Regions from separate parts of the Hordeum vulgare genome. Here all the other regions are linked to region 3. A link is a contact called in public Hi-C data. All regions are on one chromosome and are shown on one strand. The core of a region is the stretch at or near the end of the contact, and the rest is flanking DNA. Distances in the headings are between cores, read along the strand shown.

Region 1 (4,949 bases), core at 466-2,965, 900 kb after region 3:
ATGTACGACATAAAGTAATACTCGCTAATAAGTATCCAAGGGCCTTTTCGTATACTACAATCCTAGATGCATCAGTGAGAAGCTTTCTTCTCACTTGAGAACTATGAACCGCCTTCCACCCCCTACTATTTGTTCAAGACCATGATGAAGTGAAGCAACTGCAAGTGGATCTAAGAGACACTGATATTTCAAGATTCAGCAATTACAAATGGTCCTACATCTGGGAGGCGAATGAATTCAAGGCAGCGGCGTACTATGCTTACTACTTGAAAGATGTAATAGTGCACGAGGCCTTCAAATGGCTATGGAAGTCCAAGAGCACCCCCAAACTTAGGGGTTTTGGATGGCTCCTCCTTTCCAACAAAATAAACACTAGAAACATACTCAAACAGAGACACTACGACAATGGAAACAACCTGGATTGTCTTCTGTGTGAAACACACGGTGAAGATACAGTTGAGCATCTGTTCATTCAATGCACCTTTAGCCTAGCATGTTGGCAATCTCTGGATGTTCAGTGACCACCGATTGGGGATATACTACAAATTGTTGAGGCTAGAAAAAACAAGTGGAGGAGGGGCATGTTCATGGACATCTTCTAGTGGCGGCCTTGAGCCTTCGAAAGGAACGTAATAACAATTATTTCCATGCAATACCAACAACTTTCTTCTCGTGGAAGGAAAGATTTAACCAAGACTTCTTCAATCTGAGATTTAGAGTCTCTGAAGAAGAAAAGGAGCAGTTTATGACTACCTTTACGTGTGTGCATACCTGAACACCACCTACTAGTGTAGCCACTTCTTTACCTTTTTCCACACACCCAAAGTGGTGTGTGAGGACTTCACATGTAAATATATACTTATTCTTTTGAGATAGAAAAGCAAAATGCAGCCGATTTCTATTTGCCGCCCATGGGCGTCAAACTATCAAGCAAATGCAGACATTAAAGCAAGTTGGACCGACCGACTACACGGTTCATGCTGTTACTTCATTCGCTATTGTTTCTTTCGTTTTTTTCATCTTCTTCCACGTTATAGTTTTCTACTGTTTTTTCCGTTTTGCTTTATTTTTTCCTTTTGTTTATCTTTTTTGCTGTTTTTTGTGTATTATACAAAATATCCACCGCGTATTAGAAAAATGTTCATCATATATTATGAAAATGTTGCCATATATTTACAAAATACTTCATCATGTATTATGATTTTTTACCATGCATTACAAAGTTTTAAGTGTATTTTTCATCATATAATACAAAGAGTTCAACATGTATTAAAAAAAGGTTCATTCTACATTACGAAAAAGTTCAATGTGTATTTAGAAATGTTCAACATGTATTACAAAAAAAGTTCACTTTATTAAAAAATACTCATTCTGTATTTAGTAAAATGATCAGTGCGTTTTTGATAAATGTCAACCATATATTACAAAAAAGTTCACTGTATTATAAAATCAATTTCAGTGTATTTTTGAAAAATGTTAACCATATACTATTAATGTTATTATATTACATAAAACTATGTAAAAATAAGAGGTTCAAAATAAACATTAAACCCCAATTTTGGAAAATAAAAAAAAATTGGTTTGCTACAGCCAAACAACTGTTACAGTACTTCTGTCGCTACAGTTCCTCTTACAGGGCCGGTCATTTGCGCACGCCCTGTACGTCAGCGCGTCTATTGGACGCCGCCTGTGGGCGTCGAACAGTGACTCTCCAAAATGGAGTAGAAGGGTCTCCTACTGTTTCCATGGTAAAAAAAGACGGATCACATACAACCCTTCCTTCTGTATATGGGCCAGCCGCCCCATGGTGCTAGGGAGTTGCGTGACTTCTTTGTCCCACACGCAAATCACACGTCTGTGTTATTTTTCCTCCTTTTTTATTTTCATTTTTTATGTATAAATATATATATTCCCTAAAGTTAATAATGTCCACCATAAATTGGAAAAAAATAGTATATAATTTTTGTAAGCATGTATTTTAAAAAGTATTGGTAGCCTTAAAGAAATGTGAATGACATTTAAAAAACTTCATTTGTTTCAAAGAATACATGTGACATTTTTGAAAAATCTTATACTCGAAAAATATATACGTTTCAGTCTTTCAGATGTATAAGAAAGATGTACAACGTGTATGAAAAGAAATAAACATCATAGCATGTATTTGAAATAATATTTTAATCATGTATTTGGAAAATGTTGTGCGTGTTTAAAAATATTGTTTCAGATGTGTAGTCAAAATGTTGCAATTTGTATGAAAAAAGTAGACATTAAAACATGCATTTAAAAAAAGTTGATAATGTATTTGAAAAATAATAAACATGAATACAAATAATGTTTCAGATGCATAAAAAATACAACATATACGAAAATAAATAAGAAATTAAAATATTTATTTGAAGAAATGGTAATCATGTATCTGAAAAATGGTAGACTTGTATAAATAATGGTCCTGATGTGTACAAAAATAGATATAGTGTGTGAAAAGAACTAGACATTTGTTACTAAAAAAAGAAAACAAAATAAGTGAGGAAAGATATTGGAAAAAGAACAAGCAAACAAACCATGTAAAACAGATTAAAAAAAACAGGAAGACATGTGCGACGCTACTGTATTGTGCCAGTCCAATTGTGCTATTGTATTACATCTCAATTCGGGGAACATAACCCTCCGCGGCACCGTGATACAAGCTCCAAGTCCAAGCGATCGACTAAAAAAGACACTAAAAAAGGTAATAGTTCTAAAAAAATACTAAAAAAGGCGCTATGTTGGTATGGTATAGGCTGGTGGAAGGGAAGGTCCTTGAGGCACATCCTTTACGTATCCGTCGGAACAAATCAGTGACCAGAGACGGAGAACACCAGTGCAGCAGTAGCAGTCATCAAATTAAGTCACTGTCCTGTGCCTAGCTTAACATCTGGCTTCGCTTGCTCAGAGACTCAGCCTGTAGGTGGGACACCCGCAGGTTGTCCCACATCCTGCTATATGTGTCCACCACTTCAACAAACATCCTAGTACTATAGTACCACAAAATTTGAAACAACAACATTTTTACATTAAGTGTTTGACTGTCTTCAGTTTACACTCACTATTATCACCATACCTGTTACTCAGGATTTAGTTTACTAAATGCTAGGCCAAACCAGAGTTGCAAATCACCTACATGACACTTGAGCTCATGACTGTTGACAAACTCACTGGAGTCACCAACAGGAAAGCAAATTTGCACTGCAGGCAACAGCTAGCTAGTTTATAAAAAAACAGTAATGCATAAGAACAAGTTACAGCCACGAGAAGATTTTTCTTGTGTGTAACACTAGGCATATCCAAGATCAGGTCCTGAAACAAGTAATCAACAGATCCTGATACAGGATATTAGAGAGTTGTTGGCTGCAACAAGTAAATGTACTAATCCTGGAACAAGTAATCGCAGAACAGAAAGGCACTATCAAGATTCAGCATTTGGTTTGAATGATTCTTTGATGAGCAAGGATCTGAATGAGCATGTAGCATACTAACACACAAATACAACTAAGTGAAATACCTCAACCTGCTTAAGGAAATCGAAAGCGTGCCTCATTTACCTCATTTAAAATTGTATAAGGTCTTGCACTGACATAAAAGAAAAGATCCACACATGCAAGTACTCTTCCTTAAAATACTAACTGTAAATTGTTGAACTACTGCCAGTAAAAAAATATGCAAAAGGCTCAAGTATTCCATACCTATACAGATCACATCATTCAATTCTTATCAAAGAATGTATGCTCAGAAGTTTGTATCATGCATTCCTAGTTATACGTTTCCTTCTCTTTCTTGCCACGCTAACAAAATAGATGTCTGGAAGTAATTAGAGAACATTAAATATATCAGTGCATTCTTAAGGATGAAGAATGGAGTACCCAGAGTGTCCAGTGCTACCATGCAGCCGTCTATCCGAGTAGTTCATACTGGTCTATCTAAAGACAAATGTTCACACTCGCTGCCATTGGTGGCCTGACTGCATGAGCATGAGAATATCCGTGTCTCTGAGCAAGCGAAGCGAGATGGTGAGACAAATGTTCAGTTCACACACAGGCTTGGTGCACGACCTTAAAAATATTGGACGATATGAGATGTGCCAGCGATGTCAGGTCTCCAAATATTATATGACCGATGCTCCACAGAAACAGAAACAATAGCTGAGGGGCAGTGCAACGCTTATCATCTTCAGGGCAGTGCAACGCTTATCATCTTCAGGGCAGTTACACTTACTCATATAATTCTTAGTTATGATCACTTATTCCAAGTTCTCAAGGGACGATTCCTTTCAGTCTTTTGCTGCAAATCAAATCAAATCACTTGTTTGACAACCATTGCTGCATTTCTGCACAATGGTTTGCTTGGGAGCAACACAGTTTGGAGGTAAGTCGCCTTTCTCTCCCTTACTTAATCTGGTACACTTGAATGCCTACCCGTAATATATCGACACACCAGTGCTTTGAGGCGCCCAAGGTATCCTCAAGACATATAGTGAGTTGAAACCGCTCATTGCCTCATAATCCAAATTCCTGACAAAACAACTCTAGTAAAAAAGAAGAGGAAATCACACTGCTATTGCTGTCAGGTGTCGGTTTCTACGGGATGCACGCGCGCAACAAGGATTAGAACAGCAAAGCTGGTCCTGTACCGTGAAGGATTGTGCATAAGATCAGGAAGGAGGCTCATATTGATATGATCCAACAGCGGTCTTATTTCCTCGGTGTCTATCTCTAGGTGTGAGGCATCATCGTCAGTGCCAAGATGGTTAAAAGTAATGTTGATGCTGCAGTGCATAATTGATGATCAAATGATGGGCGTGGGGGTGGTGATTACGTGGCCATGATGGTGATGTCCTGGCTTGCTTTGACCACACTCTTCAAGCCGTCACCATCCCAGGACTATCTCAAGCAATAGCGGTTTGACCAGGCCCA
Region 2 (4,503 bases), core at 615-3,114, 670 kb after region 3:
ACGGATTTGTTGGTGAGATGGTCAGGATGGGGGAGAGCACACGCCTGAAGATTACTGACAAGTTTGCTCATGTTGTGGTCGAGGTGTTTGGGGCAGAGTATCTGAGAGAACCAAATGTGCATGACACGGAGAAGTTGTTGGCTATTGGAGAGGCCAGGGGGTTTCGAGGAATGCTCGGACAAGTTGAAATCCTAGAAGATCAAGATGTAGTTGAGCTTATGAATTTTCTGCACATCAGAATCTACGAGATCATTAGGTGCACGCGCAACTACTCGATGATTTGGCGGAGCATATGTGGACCCACAATGGAAATCAAAGAGCAGATGATTGATTGTGCACTTCAAATAAATTTTATGTAAACAATATTTATGTTCGGTATTAACATTTTTTATTTACATGCGACATTGGTTTGTGTGATCGATGTACATGATTTTGCATGGATTTGAAAGCCCAGATATCAGATATGTGGATGCGGGGAGCGAAATATGAGAAGCCGTCCAAATGCATCCATGAACGTGCCCTGACGCGTCCGTGGACGTATAGGGGGGACGGATTTGCCCAGTCCGACTGTAGATGCTCTAAGGGATTGGACGTGACCAATATTTTGATAGGGTGAGTTGGGGGCATAAACGAGTAAATACCATAAAACTACTACAATTCAGGCTATGGTTCCCAAAAAACTATCTATTTTTAATTTTTCGCTGATGACTACCAAGTGAGGGGTCGGTTTTTTTAAAAAAACAAATGGCCATTGTTAAGAAATTAAAAATGTTTATGACAGGTCGGGACCACACCTAAACGGCCATTCATTTGATCGTTAACTGACATGCAGGGCCCACATGTCAGTGTCTGAAAAAGCAATCGGGTCCCTAGAAGTTTCTTAAAAAAATAATCATGTCCCTAAAAGTTTCTTGAAAAAGCAATCGGGTCCTTGTGAGGAGGCGCACCCGCCGCAGCTAGGAGCTCGATCCCGAGCGCCCTGCCTCACTTGTGTCGGCCGCCGCGCCCTGCCTCGCTTGTGACCGCCGCCTCGCCTACACCGTCCGTCGCGCCTTGCCTCTCCTGCATCGCCCGCCATGCCCTGCCTCCCCTGCGTCCGTCGTCGTGCCCTGCATCCCCTACCGACCCCTGCGACCGCTCCCATCCACGTTGGCGAGCACCTCCCACGACCATGGAAAGGCTAAGGAGGGAAGGGGGAGGATTGTCCGCGGCTCGTGGGACACGATGGAGAGGAGAGAAGAGAAGAGACTGGGAGGAAGAAGAAGAGAAAAGGAAGAGGAATCTAACTTGTGGGGCCCCATGTTAGTTAACAGTTAAACACACGATCAAATAGACGGATTGTTTAGATGCATGCCCGACCTATCATAAGCATGTTTAATTTTTTAACAACAGGCATTTATGGAAACACCCGACTCCTAATTTGATACTCCATCCGTTCCTAAATATAAGTTTTTAAAGAGGTTTCATTAGTGGACTACTCCCTCCATCACCGTTTATAAGGCATGCACGTGTACCTAGGTCGTTAATTTTACTTATATAAAATATATTGTTTAACATAAAAATTATATCATTAAAAAGTAGAACATCTAAAGCTTTTAATGATATATATTTTTAATATATATCTCTCTTGGTCAAATTAACGACCTAGATACACATGACGGACTTAAAAAACTGAAACAGAGGGAGTACATACGGATCTATATAAACATATTTTAAAATGTAGAATCATTCATTTTATTCCATATGTAGACTTTAGTGAAATGTCTTAAAAGACTTATATTTAGGGACGTGTCAACAGAATTAAAAACTGATAGTTTCTGGGAACCATAACCCGAATAGTAATAATAGTTTTATGCCACTTAACTCGGCATAAACCAAACAGCCCTACGTGTCGATGAACGAAACCAGATTCCTTGCATTTTCCGCCGCGTCGTGGCGCGGGCGAGTGAAGTGGCAGACTCAACTGGCTCCGTCAGTCGTCGCCGTGCTCTCGCCTATATAACCGGACCAGACACTGCAGGCGAGAGCAGCACCCGCCACATAATCCACTCTTCTCTCCTTTGCTCTTGTGCACGAGAGAAAACTGAGCGGAAGAAAGGAAAAAAACAGAGAGGAAAAGGGCATGGCGCCCAAGAGGGAGCTGGCCTTGGCCAGCGCCCAGGGCTCGGCGAAGCGCCTGCGCGTGGGGGTCCCTCGAGCTGCCTCCGCCGGCGGCAGCGAGCCAGCGTCGCCGGGAAAGCGGCTGCTGCGGCAGACAGTGTTCGTCGTGCTCTTTCTTGTGCGAACGTATGTCCCCTTCGCTCTTCGCTGGCTACCTGCTCTTGTCTGAGCTCTGTTTCTTGATCTTTTTTTTTTTAATTTCTTCTGTCCCCGCCAATTTATGGGTGTGGCCGTGTGGATGTGTGTGTGTGTGCAGGAGCGAAAAGATGACGGTGACAGAAAGTATGTCGCAGATTGGTCGCATGGTGAGCTCACACATCAAATATAGCTTTCGTTTTCTTTATTTACATGTTTTTGCTTGAAATTTACAACCAGTAATTCACCTGCTGTAAAATACCGAGATTTTGTACCAACTTCCTATTAATATAAAACCAAAAAAATATAAGCACCAATATCAAATCTCGGACTTCAGCTTGTATTTCTAACCATTACCGAAAAAGGCTTTCGCTACTTTATATATAAAGCAAAGTCCTTCTAACCATTCAATAACAGGTTGATTCGCCTATTATTTTTATTTATTTTTTAAAATTTTACTTTTGGTTTACTAAAGTGAAGCACACCATGTGAAAGAATATTTTGTGACTGAAGCCTAGTTAATGTACATATCCCAAAAATAAATATAATAATCAATGGACCAGATTCACGATGTGTATACAACATGATGCACTCTCTTTTCCGGCCAAATAAGTTTTTGCGCATACTGTTAGTACATATTGACTGCATTTTCTATATACACTTTCAGCACCTTTAAGGTATAGTTCTTTTTTTTTTAGATTAGTTCTTGGTTTTGCATGAATAATTCTTTGTACAAAATAATGTATTTGCTTGCATTTTATGTATTCATATAGTTTGACTTATTTGGCTATCTCCCCCTTATTCTGTTCCTGTTGTGGCTGATAATGTACTCCCATATAGGTTCAGAAACTTCACAAGGTTCAGATTCTTATCATGAGGTAAGAATATTTTCCATATTCTAATATGGTATTCTAGTTTTGTTCAATAAAATACAATCAGTGTTCTCATTATCTTCGAGTAATGTGTTTATTTGCAGGGTCAAAACATCAGTTCCATTTTTCTCAAAACACGGGCAACATAATATGTAGTGTATAGGAACTTGTGCCAAAAAACACACAAGTGTTTCATGTACCCCGTGCATTGATGGAGATTGTGCGACTCAATTCTTCTAAATAATGCAGCTGCACTAATAAGTAATTGGGTAGGCATAAACTGCTGGAGGGGTTGGGTGTGTATGTGTGTGGTGGGGTGGGGGTTCACCCGAGCTTCTTCAGGGGCCTATATTAGATCCACATGTAGGCAAGTGGTTTGCATATTTGCTAGGAACATTTATACATCAAGGGCAGTAGGGCACTCCGCTCCTTTTCCCTGAATTTGCATTTCAAGATTTCGTGATATCTTCTGTGACATGTATTTAATGACAAAAGGAAATAATTGCACTTGTGATAAATAGTTACAATGCGATCCATTTTTTGATGATCAAGGTTGTATATTGTAGACCATTTGGATAATTAAAAGTGAATCTGAGGAAGGATGTGGGTAGTAATTCATTGGGTTTAATTACAAATAGTTATACCATTTTTTATGTGATGATGTACTCATGAGTTCCATGAACCATCCGCATGTTCTTCTCTTAATGAAAATATGCAAGCTTTGCAAGTTTCATTATTTCGGAAGAAAAAAAATGCTTACATGTGGTTCTGTCTTGTCTCTATGCTCTTTGGTCTTAGCAAATTGGAAAGTTTACAGCAGCAGATGGAGGATATAAGCCATGAAGTGGTTAGATTCATATTACTCTAAAATAATGTCTTAACATGGCCGTCCTTTTTTTTCTGGTATTTGTTGCTCACAGTTGTTTTGTCGTGTAAAAACTGCAGAAGAAATTGGCTTGTTTGCGTTCCGACCAACATGCTGATCAACACCCAAGGTAGGATGATCTGTAGTCGCGCCGGGTCCGCTGTTTGTTCCTTCATTTTTAATCTCGTCTTGAAATATTTAATATTTCCCCGTTGTCAAGATGCCATTTATGTAGTAGTTCACAATACCCATCTGATGGTCCCTTAATGGAACAAAGTAGTATGTGAATGTTAAATTCAGAAAATGTCAATCCAATAATTATCACAATGCCGTTCATGTTTCTGCTTCAGATCAGAGTCATATCAGGAGAGTGCCATTCCGTGTGAACCAAACACCAACATTCGCCTGTGTTTCCTGGATGGCCTGAAGACTCCAGTTTACACAGATAAGAACATAACATCTGAGAGCAAT
Region 3 (4,555 bases), core at 167-2,666:
GTTCTTGCCTGGACTCTGGAGCGTGACGGTTGCACTTTCATGTGGAAAGTGCTCAACAGCGTAATCCTTAGGAATGGTCTGCCCACAGATGGAACAGAATGTTATGCCATTGTCAAACAAGAAGACAATAATATACCAAACTTAAGCTTGGAACCCAAAAGGTGTATTGTTTCCACTGACAAGCAAGAAAAAATATATTTTTTATCCATAAGTTCTCCAAAGGTCATGAAAGTTTGCAGATAATGTAATTCTTCAATAACATTGAAAACATGAATGTAGCACATCAGAGCAAGCAACAAAGAGTTGAGACTGAAAGCAGTGTGCTGTGCACTCAACAGAAGAGAAGAGTGAACTTACCACATATGAAGAGTAAGACCTCAACATGATAGCCACAAAAACAGTAACTTTAGGTTTGATTTCTTTGATAAGCGCAACTACTCTGTTCTTTTCGGCGTTAGATAGATCACACCTTTGCGGTAACACATAATCTTGCCCTGGAGTTATCTGAACATCATCCGACTCAAGAGACTCGTATGCAGAAGGACTGTCTTCCCCTGTACAAATCTTCACAGGTAAAGGGACTGTAATAACAATTTAAAGTTCTGACACGGATGTGCAAGCAACTAAACTGACATCACCTGATTGCTCGGATGCAGAGGATATCACAGACGTCTTGCGTCGTTTTCTGCGATGGCCCGAGCTTCTATTTTCGTATCCGTCGTCTGAACTTTCACTTGACAACTGAATGTAACAATCACTGCTTGATACCTCGGTAGAATCTGTGCTCATTTCTTGTGCGTCGTCTGACCCGCCATGAGTCGGAGCAGTTGGCGAGCCAGAGGGGCAAACTCTCCGGCGAACTCGCCTAGCCGCCCTTCTTTCCTCCGTAAGAGGCGTATCCATCAAACTTGACGGAACGGGGCCCTCCGCTGCGCCTGGCATGGCTGCCTCTGGTACATGTAAATGCAGGATACGAGGATCAACATAGACCAACAATGTACAGACAAATAGCAATGCACAAACCCCTAACAAAAAATCCCTAAATCGCCTATCAATACCGAATATAATAGGGAACGAGCACGGAGCACCCACCGCTATCGAGCCCAAATCTGATCACCCAAATCAACAGGGAAAATACAATAGAGAAGCGAAGGCACTCACCAAGGAAGGCCCGCCTGCCCGTCGACGGCACCTAACGGAGAACAAAGGGCGGGGCCACGGGGCAAGAAGGAAGACCGGCGACCGCGACCACCGAGCCGCCGCCGATGGCGACCAAGCCCGCAGAAGCGACCCCGCGCAGCCGCGGGGCCGCCCACCGAACCAAACAACGACCGCACGGCCGGAACCTCGAGAGGCGGAAACAACGAACGCACGGCGGCCGGAGAAGGCAATGGCAATGGCAATGGCAAACCCCTCCGACCGAAGCCGACCTTGTGACGACCTCGGATAAACCCCAGCCCACGAACGCACCGAGCAAGGACATTCGCACATACGGACGGGCGCCCGAATAGGCCCACCTCGCCTACAAGGCACCCGAGGTGGGCCGGTCCAGTAGCGCGGCGCAGGGAGCCGGTTTTCTATTCGTGTCCTTTTCGGAAACGTTTTCCCTAGGCTAGTTTTTTGTCGATTCCTTTTTTTAAGCAAGTACAGTAGATAATTGCCCGCTAAAAGTTAAAGGAAAAACCTTGGAATCATCCGACTGATTTTAACAGACATGTCAGCCGCTCGCTCGGCCGTACGATCACGCTGATCGTATTTCTTTTTGGCGCAAGCTGCACTGTGTTCATACGTGGTTCTCTGCCTTTTTCAGTTTCTGTGGTCTGCGAGCTCAGCATTCACACGAACACGTTGTTTTGACGTTTCAACGGCACACTGCTAAGCTAGCTAGTAGCTACTTGCCTACTCACTCCTAAAGCAAAAAAGTGGCAGCGTCGTTGCTGTCATTATCACAACAAAGAAAGGTGTAAATAGAAACCAATATTTGGCAACAAAATCAGCCTTTTTGAGGCATTTGCAATATTTAGACCCACCAACTAATTTCTGAAATTTTTTAGCTCGCATCAATGGTCTCTCTTATGCAACATATTTTCGGTCCCAACCTTATCTTGAGCTGAATTATCCAATCTACATATTTTCTCTCCGCCCTTTTTCCCTTTTTTACGTTGCCCGACGCCCGCTCCTCCTAAGGCAGATGGCCCCTATTGCGAGTGGCGCCACAACAACGGTCGACGACACTTCTAGGGTTGTTGTGTTGTGAGGCCATCTAGATGAGCGCTACTAGGTGGCACCAACTGCTTTTCCAAGGTTGTCGGAGTTGTTACGAGAAGTGCTGCAACGGTTGGTTATCATTGCTGCAAGCAGGAGGGGTGACGCTGCAATGATTGGTCGTTCTTGCCATGATCGGGATGTGCGACGTTAAAATAGCGAGTCATAGTTGTTGGTTGTGCGACGCTACAATAGCCAGCTGTAATTGTTGCTAATGGAACACGAGGCACTATGATGATCAATCACCATTGATGTGTCGGCACGCGCGGTGCTGCAATGGTTGGTCGTCGTTGTTGTGAGTGGGATTCGCGATGCTGCAAGGACTGGTCATCGTTGTGCGATCGGAATGCACAACTCTACAAGGATCAGTACTCGTTGTTGTTGCAATCATAGTGCAAGACGCTACAAGGACCGGTCATTGTCACTGCGATCAGACGCACATGCTACAATGGTCGGTTGTCATTGTTGCGGGCGCATGATGTTGCAATGGTCAGTTGTCCTTGCCACGGACGCGCGGTGATGCAAGGGTCGCTCGTCGTTCTTGCCATCAAAACACGTTACGCTGTAAGGAACGATCGTTGTCGCTACGATCACATGCACGACGCACGATGCTGCAATGTTCGGTTGTCATTGTTGCGGACGCACGACGCTGCACACTGCAACGGCCGGTTGTCACTAGTACGAGGGCGCGACGCTTCAAGGATCGTTCATTGTTGTTGTGACTGGGACGCACAACGAAGAAATGGATGATTCTCATTGTTGTGGATGCGCAACTTTGCCATGGCTGATAGTCGTTGCTGCGAACGGACGGCGCTACAATGATCGGTCGTCATTGATGTTATTGAGACATGTGACATTGCATTGGTTGATCGTACTTGCTCCGAACAAGGCGCATGATGCTGCAAGAGACAACTTCGGATGTTGCAAGGGACAATTACTATTTGATGCAAGAGGGACGTGACATGCTACAAGGGTCTAACAGCCACAACTGCAAAGCCCCGTCACTACAGCTCCATGCTGGTCAACGTTAGCTTTGCTGGTGCATAGAAGCTGGACGACCCAATTGTAACAATCTTCTTCCGTTGAGTTACAACTCGTTTATCGTGATCGTTGGAAATACTTGCTACATCCTTTGCATTTTTAATGTTTTCTCCTAGATCTATGCGGCGTCAAGCAAAACATTTATGTGTTGTGTACAAACAAAAATTCTTAACAACTACTTCCTCCTTTTAAATATAAGTCTTTCTAGAGATTATACTAGAAGATTACATACGAAGTAAAATGGATGAATCTATATTCTAAAATATGTTTATATACATCTTAATGTAGTTTACTAGTGAAAGCTTAAAAAAGACTTATATTTAGAAACGGAAAGAGTAAATTGCATGATCAGCCGTGTAAAGAAATATTTGTAGCATAAGATTGTTTATTACTTTAACATTTTGTTTGGGAGTTGTTTGTATGTGATGATGCCGAGCCACGTGACCTTCGCGTGGTGTCCTGTACGTGTCGAGTGTGTGTGTGAGCGGCAATTTGAATGGCCCCAAACGTCCCACATGGCGTGGAGTTTTGCTTGGCGCGAGGCTGCACAAAGATGCCAATCATCGCATCCGACACGTCAGATCAGCTTAGATCAAACGGTGGTTGAGGCGGCTTAAGTTTAGCTGTTATCAACCGATTGATCGGTAGCACCCGCCAAAGTTAAAAGGCAAGATTTATAGAACATCGGTTTGATCCGTAATGTTGTATGATGTTGAGTGTTGATGGACTAAAAGACGACATGTGCAACAGTTAGGCATGGCGGAGATGCATATGTTGAGATGAATGTGTGACAACACAAGGAAGGACCAAATCCAAAATAATGATATACGAGATAGAGTTTGGGTAGCATGGATTAAAGAGAAACTTGTCCAGCATTGTCTGAGATGGTTTGGCCATATTTAGTGCAAGCCTTCAGCAGTTCCGCTGCATACCGGACGGCTAAAACGTGCTAATAATGTCAAAAGAGGTCGGGATAGACCGAATTTGACATGAAAAGAGTTTGTAAAGAGAGATTTGAAGAATTGGAGCATCACCAAAGAACTAGTCATGAACAGGGATACGTGGAAGTTTGCTATCCATATGCGAGAACCATGAGTTGGTCACGAGATTTTGTGAGTTTCACCTCTAGCCTACCCCGATTTGTTTGGGACTAAAGGCGTTGTTGTTGTTGTTGTTGTTGTTGTTGTTTTAGTCATCAAAAACGTGTATTTCAGATGTTCGCAACATCCACAGGCGACGCTCGAGGTGC

What was found. Hi-C and Micro-C count contacts between places; a contact is called where the count stands out from the background.
Region 1: a contact with region 3 is called in a Hi-C map of leaf, with 4 times the contacts expected there. The contact joins the enhancer-like site here to the promoter of LOC123399738 in region 3. A contact is called at or near these places in 2 of 6 Hi-C or Micro-C datasets (leaf and seedling).
Region 2: a contact with region 3 is called in a Hi-C map of leaf, with 3 times the contacts expected there. The contact joins the promoter of LOC123399328 here to the promoter of LOC123399738 in region 3. A contact is called at or near these places in 3 of 6 Hi-C or Micro-C datasets (leaf and seedling).

The regions. Positions count from the first base shown.
Region 1 is chr5H:108,056,072-108,061,020 of MorexV3_pseudomolecules_assembly, reverse strand. It overlaps LOC123395488, which reads right to left. Exons shown (of 2, transcript XM_045090493.1): 2 at 2,414-2,975. The coding sequence ends at 2,929. Among protein-coding and RNA genes, the nearest start is that of LOC123395488, 31 kb to the right of the region's middle. Within about 2 kb of position 1,715, at least 2 of the 3 cell types and tissues checked have open chromatin away from gene starts, as enhancers often do. A contact at or near this core is called in leaf, where this site is marked.
Region 2 is chr5H:108,281,674-108,286,176 of MorexV3_pseudomolecules_assembly, reverse strand. It overlaps LOC123399328, which reads left to right and starts at 1,864. Exons shown (of 13, transcript XM_045093741.1): 1 at 1,864-2,286; 2 at 2,417-2,465; 3 at 3,136-3,173; 4 at 3,966-4,014; 5 at 4,113-4,162; 6 at 4,383-4,503. The coding sequence starts at 2,123.
Region 3 is chr5H:108,953,568-108,958,122 of MorexV3_pseudomolecules_assembly, reverse strand. It overlaps LOC123399738, which reads right to left and starts at 1,416. Exons shown (of 11, transcript XM_045094123.1): 1 at 1,162-1,416; 2 at 639-950; 3 at 358-554; 4 at 1-78. The coding sequence starts at 942.